Linked DNA regions of Triticum aestivum: region 1 is linked to region 2. Evidence: chromatin contacts called from public HiCAR-type data. All regions are on one chromosome and are shown on one strand. Each heading gives the region's core, a stretch centred on a gene start, on an enhancer-like site or on the middle of the called end of the contact. The rest is flanking DNA. Distances are from core to core; before and after follow the strand shown. Region 1 holds the start of LOC123061024. Region 2 holds the start of LOC123061020 (TLC domain-containing protein 5).

The links. HiCAR-type assays count read pairs that join an accessible place to other places.
Region 1: a contact with region 2 is called in a HiCAR-type map of leaf, with 4 times the contacts expected there. The contact joins the promoter of LOC123061024 here to the promoter of LOC123061020 in region 2. A contact is called at or near these places in 2 of 5 Hi-C or Micro-C datasets (both in leaf) and 1 of 1 datasets of contacts at active chromatin or transcription factors (leaf).

Annotation. Positions count from the first base shown.
Region 1 is chr3A:219,735,507-219,739,431 of IWGSC CS RefSeq v2.1, reverse strand. LOC123061024 reads right to left here and starts at 1,974. Exons shown (of 19, transcript XM_044483921.1): 1 at 1,440-1,974; 2 at 1,077-1,188; 3 at 118-221; 4 at 1-32. The coding sequence starts at 1,140.
Region 2 is chr3A:219,512,275-219,515,930 of IWGSC CS RefSeq v2.1, reverse strand. LOC123061020 (TLC domain-containing protein 5) reads right to left here and starts at 1,761. Exons shown (of 5, transcript XM_044483910.1): 1 at 1,302-1,761. The coding sequence starts at 1,526.

The DNA of each region.
Region 1 (3,925 bases), core at 725-3,224, 220 kb before region 2:
TTGTATTCAAAATTCTTCCCGGACAGGTGTGTCTAGCAACAGCTGAGGAGATAATGGTATGAAAGAACCTGCTGTAGTTTCTAAGTAGGCGAATGAGTAGTGGGATTATAAGGATACGAAGTCAACAAGGTGGCTATCACTGTCGAAGGTATAACAATGAGAACTTGGAACAGCAACAATAGCAGTGGCTGGCACATGGATGTACGCAGCCGCCAACAGCACTGCAGAGAGTAATGGAAATTTTAAGGATATGCTTAATAGGGGATACCTAATATGGAAATTCAAATGAATTCAAAAGCACAACTGTGTTGATTTATCATACTGAATACACTAGTATAGTATGAAGGGGAGCCTTGGCGCAGTGGTAAAGCTACTGCCTTGTGACCATGAGGTCATGGGTTCAAGTCCTGGAAACAGCCTCTTACAGAAATGTAGGGAAAGGCTGCGTACTATAGACCCAAAGTGGTCGGACCCTTCCCTGGACCCTGCGCAAGCGGGAGCTACATGCACCAGGTTGCCCTTTTTAATACACTAGTATAGTATACTTAAGAACCATATTTCTGTGGCAGTATGAATGTGGAAATAAGAGAGCAGAGGATTCTGGCAGTAAACAATTACAGTATCAAACTAACATACACTGCTATAAATAAATTATCAAATAAGAATTGACACATGATATAGTAACAGAACCTACTATAAGAAATAATACTAGCAATGTGCAACTTGGTAAGTTTGCTCATCACTAAATGGGTGGACAACTGATCCATGAAAGCTTTTCATTGAATAGTAGTTGCTCGGAACAGCAGATACAATGTATTAACTCAAGAAATACTGGGGGTTTTTTTTTGCCAGAACCAGATGCACAGGATGACAAAAGCTGTGAATATCCATCAATATTTGTTTGGCCGCCAACTGACCTCACACTTTACGCCAAATCAAAGTAGTACCTCTTATCTAGTATAACTATGAAATTGTCTCAATAAAATCCTAAGATGGTTTTCTGATGATCAAAACACACCACCAGCGGAGTAACTTACTTGTCAGTGCTTCTAGAAGCACAAGGGTGAGAAAAATACCTATGATGAACGGGCGAAAAGCATCGAGGGGGCAGGATGCGAAGGTGCTCCATTTGACCAGCATGCTTATTCAGGTCTCAACAGCAGTGAAAAAATGATGTATGGCAAGGCACTGTCAATATTTTATGGCATGTCAGTAACTAGTACTCCAATTCTGTATTTAACCAGACGTATCAACAAAGGCAAAGGGATTTGGGCAGGCAACATATAAAGTTCCCCTGATACTATTCTCCCATGCGGGGGCAAGGAATGGACATGGTGGTGCCGCCGCTAAACCCCAATCGTAGAACAATCCAAGCAAATCCGCTGGCATCTGGGTGCTATCCTTTATCCAAGCAAGGCGGGTTAGGGCATTTTCCTTACCAATAATGCAAGGGGAAGAGATGAGGCACAGACTGAAGCTGAATGTATCCCCTCCAGCCCTCTCCACTCCAGATGAGATGGGAGCGAGCGGAAGCCTTGGAGGTGCCGCGGCAGCCCCCAGCTTCTCCAACGGCGGGGCGGGGCGGGGCGGGGAGGGGAGCGAGGTCGGCGGCGCTGCTATCTGTCTTCTCCGCAGCGGGGGAACCGAGGAGCGTGGAGTGGAGTGGTGAGTGTAACGCCCGTAGCTTCTTTTCTTTTCTTTTTTTCTTTTAGAATCGCGCCCGTAGCTGGAGCAAAGCAAAATCTGGCTGAAAGAACCTTTTTTTTAGACGATCTGGCTGAAAGAACTATGGGCGTGTTTGGTTTCTCGTATTGCATCTGGCTCGCACCCGCCATGCAAATACTGAATGTTTGGCACCCTGCATTAACTGGGCCTGACCCGATGGATGCAAAAACGGCCTCACAGCCAGGCTGAGCAGAAACGCATGTTCCTTGCGTTTCTCGCGTGCAGGCTCGGTGGTCGGCTTTTCTTCCTCTCCCCTCTGTCTCGCGTCCAGACCAAGCGCCGCTGCCGTCCGCCAGAGCATCTCGTCAAGCGACGGCCCGGCCCCCCATCAAGCGCCGCGTGGTGAGGTGAGCTCCGCTTCCACATCGCCCGCCGTCGTCGTCAAGCGCCGCTGCCTCGTTTGCCTCCATCAAGCGTCGTCGCCGCCGTCCATGGTCAAGCGCCGCCGCCACCGTCCTGGTCAAGCGCTGCCGCCACCGTCCTCGTTCGTCGTCCACGCCGGATCCAGTCATCTTGCGCCGCCCCACACCAGGTCCTGCCACCGCACGCCGAGTCAGGCTGCCTCGCGCCGCCGCAAGCGAGATCCCACCGTCTAGAGCCGTCGAATGATCCCCGTTTCTCTCTGATTTCAGTGACATTCAGAAGAATCTGCACCTCGTACAGCTATGTGGTACAGGTTCACCAAACACCAATCTTGGTTCATTCTTGCATCGGCTCAACCAGGCCACATTCAGCCTGCATCCCCCGTGCAATGCAGTCTGAACGTACCCAGGGAACCAAACACGCCCTATGTGGAGACGACCGCTCAGCCAATGCTGGCATGGGCTGGTCTGAGCAGCAAACAAATGGCGTTGAATGCGACGTTAAGCATTTTAGAATTTTAAACCAGCTCCCTCGAGTTGTGCTTCACGTATCGAGCAGGACGCTGACTGCGAGCGCTTCCCCCCGCGCTTCCCCCCAATCTCCGCTCGCCACTCCGGCGGCGGCGGCCACCTTCCTCCCGTCGTCCGCCACTCCGGCCACAGCGGCCACCCTTCCTCCCCCCCCCCCCCCCCCCACCTCCCCGTAGCGCCATGGATGCGAGCCTGCAGTCCATCAACTCCTCCTTTCGCCGGAGCGGAGAGCGGCCAGTGGTGTCGGGGCTTGGCCTCTCTTCCGACTAGGAGGCGTCGGGCGGGAGGGGCGCTCCGGATCCGGTTGACAATGGCGAGTCCAGGCAGAGGGGCGTGCCGTGGGTGAGGCCGCCGCCCTCGAAGAAGACGCTCTAGAAGCGTCGCGTCGGGTTGGAGGTGGAGCCGAGGGCTCTGCCTCGCGCTCCGCCGGCGCGTCCCTCACTGCCGCCGCGCAGAGAGGTTTCCTCGGAGATGGAGAACAAGTGCTTTCGCTGCCTTCTAGAGGGGCACTTTCGCAAGGACTGCACCAACGACATCGCCTGTTTCAGATGCGGGCTCCCGGGCCATGGCTTCCGCGACTGCAAGCGCCCCCGGAGTCCGTCTGCCGTGGAAGATCTGAGGCGCGAGACGGCGGCCAAGTCGGCGCGCCGTGAAGCTGATAGGAGGGGGACTACCTTTCGCGCCACGGCGGCCTCGCCGCTTCCCCCCCCCCCCCCCTCCGCCGCCGTCGTCGGTGAGGCAGGGTCTACCGCCGACGCCAGTTTGGCCGGCCCTGTTCATCCCACATCTGGAGGTGCGCTCTGACCCTTCTCTGGAGGCGGTGGAGCCGGCGGACATTTGTGTGGTGCGTCGCTCGCAGTCCATGGAGGACTTGGAGCGGCGCCTGCAGTTCGCCATGGTAGCGTACGCCGGGGGTGCAAGGAGAGACCTTTCGCCAGAGTTTGTCCTGGATGCGCTCAAGGAGCTGTTAGAGGTGGATCGGGAGTGGGTCTCGGTAATCAATTACAACCCATAAGATTTCCTGGTCGTGTTTGGCAGGGCAGAGCACTGGAGCAGGGTGAGCGCGTGGCCTTTCCATGAGCATCATGGGGTCCGTCTGTACTTCAGGCCATGGAATCGGCAAGAGCAAGCGGTGCATGCGTTGATGGGGTTCAAGGTCCATTTGGAGATGGAGGGCATCCCTCCCCATGCTTGGAGCGAGAGGTGGCAGAGCAGCTGTTGGGCTCGTCATGCTTAGTGGATGAGGTGGCGCCGGAGACAAGCAACAGGTCCGACCTCTCGTCTTTCAAGCTCACGGCATGGACGAC
Region 2 (3,656 bases), core at 512-3,011:
ATGACAGTTTTAGTTATTTAAGGTTGACACGTTCTTCACAACAACACGAAGGAATTTTTGAGGAAACACGAGCATAAACTTTCATAGTTTCATCTCGCGTTGCAACTAAATTTGTTTGCCATCCCTTTTCCAGCAAAGGTCAGCCGGATAGCATTTCCTTTTTTTATATTTGTCTGCACGTACTTCATGACTATGACTACACGTTCAAATTTCAGTGGATAGAGTAATTAAGTCTGACATATACATGGCATTTACTCTGTGAATTAACTTCTGCATGCAGATGCAGTGCACGGTCCTGACCTTGTCCTTGTGTCTTTGGATTTCAGAGATTCGGAGAGTAACCTTCTATACGTGTGGACGGAGTAAAACTCAGGACCTAATCAAGCGTCTAGTACACGCAACGTAAAAACTAAAAAAGATAGTACTATAATGCACAATGTAATGTAAACTGAAACGAATGGAGGACATGCGCTAGAAGTAGGCGCAATGAGTGATACAGATTTCACCAAATGGTGGGCCTAATATTTAGATATACTCCTTATATGAGTACTAAATGGTTTATATATTTGTTTTTCTTTCATGATATGGTTCAAAGGATTTTTTTTTTCATGATAGGGTGTCCGAAGGATGCCAGGGCATCACCGACACCGTTTCCTATAATTCTCGCAAACATCCAGACCGACGTGCCCTATATTCCTGCAAATGACCGACTCCTATATTCGTGTCCATGGATGGATAGATAATCCGATTTAGGATATGGTTGGAGATGCCCTAAGACCTAAATCTGATCTAAAAAATTCATGACGACATAACTTTGTCCCAGAACATAAATGCAGACCATAACCTTATGTAATATATCACTTTCAAATGAAAAAGTTTTTAGGTTAATGAAATCAGAGAGAGTGAGCGGGCCCTATTTTTAAGTACTTCCTTCATTTTATAATATAAAAACATTTTTGACACACGGTGTCAAACACATTTTTATATTATGAGACGAATTGCCCCATAAAGTCGAATGTGGTTGCACATGAACTAGGTAGGATTGCTAGAAGTTCCCTTTGTAATGAAAGGTTATATAATGCGTCAACGGTTTGTGCCTTTGAATTTAAATCTATACACCACACAGACATCACTAATCCGTCAACATTCTCAGCCCGACCAACATTTTTTTGACTAAGCGGCGTATTGAGCTTAACAAATCATATATATACTCGGACAGTCGGACGAGTGGGAGGACGGCGCTAACTACCAGCAACAGAATTAGTTAAGCAGGCAGCGAATAATGCGCGTGGCGTGCGTACCTGGCTTGGCGAGGAGGGTGAGGCGACGGGGGAGACGGGGGAGGCCCAGTCCTGCACGGAGAGGCAGCCGAGGGCGACGCCGGCGACGGCGTGCATGGTGGAGACCGCGCGGTTGCAGAAGTCGTAGGAGCGCTTGGGGAGCAGCGCCCGCAGCAGCAGGAACGCCGTCGACCACAACACCACCCCGGACGCCACCAGGCTCGCCACGCCGCCGTAGTCCTCCATATGGCGCTGGCGACTAGTCTAACGGAGATGGCGGCAGGCGGCGTACTCCTACTAGCGCGCGCAAAGCAAGGGGATCCGGGGTAGTATAAACTAGAGAAGTATGGCCGCCGGCCGAGTAGGCAGTCTGCGAAGGAAGATGTAGTGCGGCTAGCTGTAGGAGGGTGGGAGGCAGGGGGGAAGAGAGGGCGCAGCCTGCACGAGGTTGGCCATGTGCAGCAGTATAGGCGGAGTATTGGTGTGCCGCCTCATTATTAACCATCATGGAGGTTTCAAGGAGGATGGTTGGGAAATTAATGCGGGATCCGTCCAGTTCCAGGCCGCAGTGACTTGGTCCTTTCTGAAAACAGTAGGAGTAGGACTACTAATAATTTCTAAAAGTAATTACTAATAGTACGGAGGTCCTAAAAAACGTAGTACCGAGGTCCTTTTCGAAAAAGCAGGAGCAATTACCAACATCGTAGTACCAGACTTGTCTGCCTTTGGACGCTTGCTGCCCTAGAAAGAATCTTGCAAAATCTCACGCGGGTCGGCTGATTAATAAAGCTTCAGATAGGATAACACCGATAATGGGAGGTTTTTTTTTCAAGATCTATTCATCAATCATGACAGTACAGAGAACACTAGAGATAATAAAAATTACAGCCAGATCTATAAACCATCCTCCTTTATCGGAGCCGGACAAACCTTATTATTATAGACAGTCAGAAAGTCATTGTGTTAAGGCTCCAAAGGACCAACACATCAGAGCAGCAACCATCAACGTTGAAAAGAGTAGTACTACACCCGTCCTGATTTATTAGTTCCTTTTGTATTCTATATGCTAATGTTTGATCTTAAAGTTAAGTAACAAAATATTAATAATGTCGCAAAAAATAATATAATTGAAAACTATGTTCAGATACGAATGCAACAATATAATTTTTCGTGACATACATTGATATTTTATTAGTTAAATCCATGGTCAGAATTTGGCACAAATTACAAAGGGAACTTATAAACCAGGATGGAGGTAGTAGATCGAAAAGATCAAACCTGTAACCACACGAACAAATAAACAAAAATTGAATCCAAATAGTGATAGAGGCGAAGGTGTCTCGATGTTTCGATGAGATAGCTATCGTTTTCTGTGTGAGTCGACTTTGACGATCCGACTACGAACGTGCGAGACGTCGTGCCTTAGCAATCGCTAAACCAACTTCCGAGGGTTATTGACCACGCCGAAGCACGATCAATCTGACCACGAAGGTCTATTTCCTGCGAGCAAACGAACCTGAGATTGTAATATGGATATTGCGAATATAAAAGAAAAGCTTTATTGATGAAAGTGGAGTTCTGTGACGTCCTTATCTGGTCGTTGAATATAAACGAAGTACGCGAGTTGTAGCTATAGTGAACTTTAATCTAAACAAAACCAAAAGTCTAAATAATGCCCTAAGGGCTATGTATATGGAGGAATATGGGGAAAATTCGTGACCCCTTGGAGGAGGGATCCGAGACCAACCCTAACTCTGCTTTACCACACATACGAACTCTAAAAATAGCCTATATACTCAAGTATTTTGAAATTACATGGGTCTGGCCCAATAATGAGGTGACGCGGCACCTATAATAGCCTTTGGACGAAATTTATGAAATAGCATCTTGTATATTTCTTCCGAGCCTTCATGCACTCATTATAGTGGTTTCAAAGTCCTGAAATCATCACTTGAAACTATGTTCTTATTCCCCTTGTCCATGCCATAATCTCCATGCTTGATCTTGCTCCAACGTTCATCCTTCTTTTTCAAGTTAGGCCCCTCATTTGTAAGCAAAAAAAATATGTACAATTTAGGCAGCATCATATTCTCATGAACATTAGATTATTTATCAAGAAACGAAAGTACCTGATAATTAATTGGCATGCATGAGCTCTAGTAATTGGTCCAGTATATGTAGCTGCATGAGTCGTGGGTGTAATTGTAGTATTGATGTCTTCATCAAATAGATCCATCGAAGATCAGCACCGAATTCCGCAAGATCCGACAGAGACACACATCCACACATCCTTCGATGACACTATTTGCATCATCAGGGTAGGAATAGAACGTAAGAGACATTATTCCTACCGAGGGACATCACTACCGTCACACA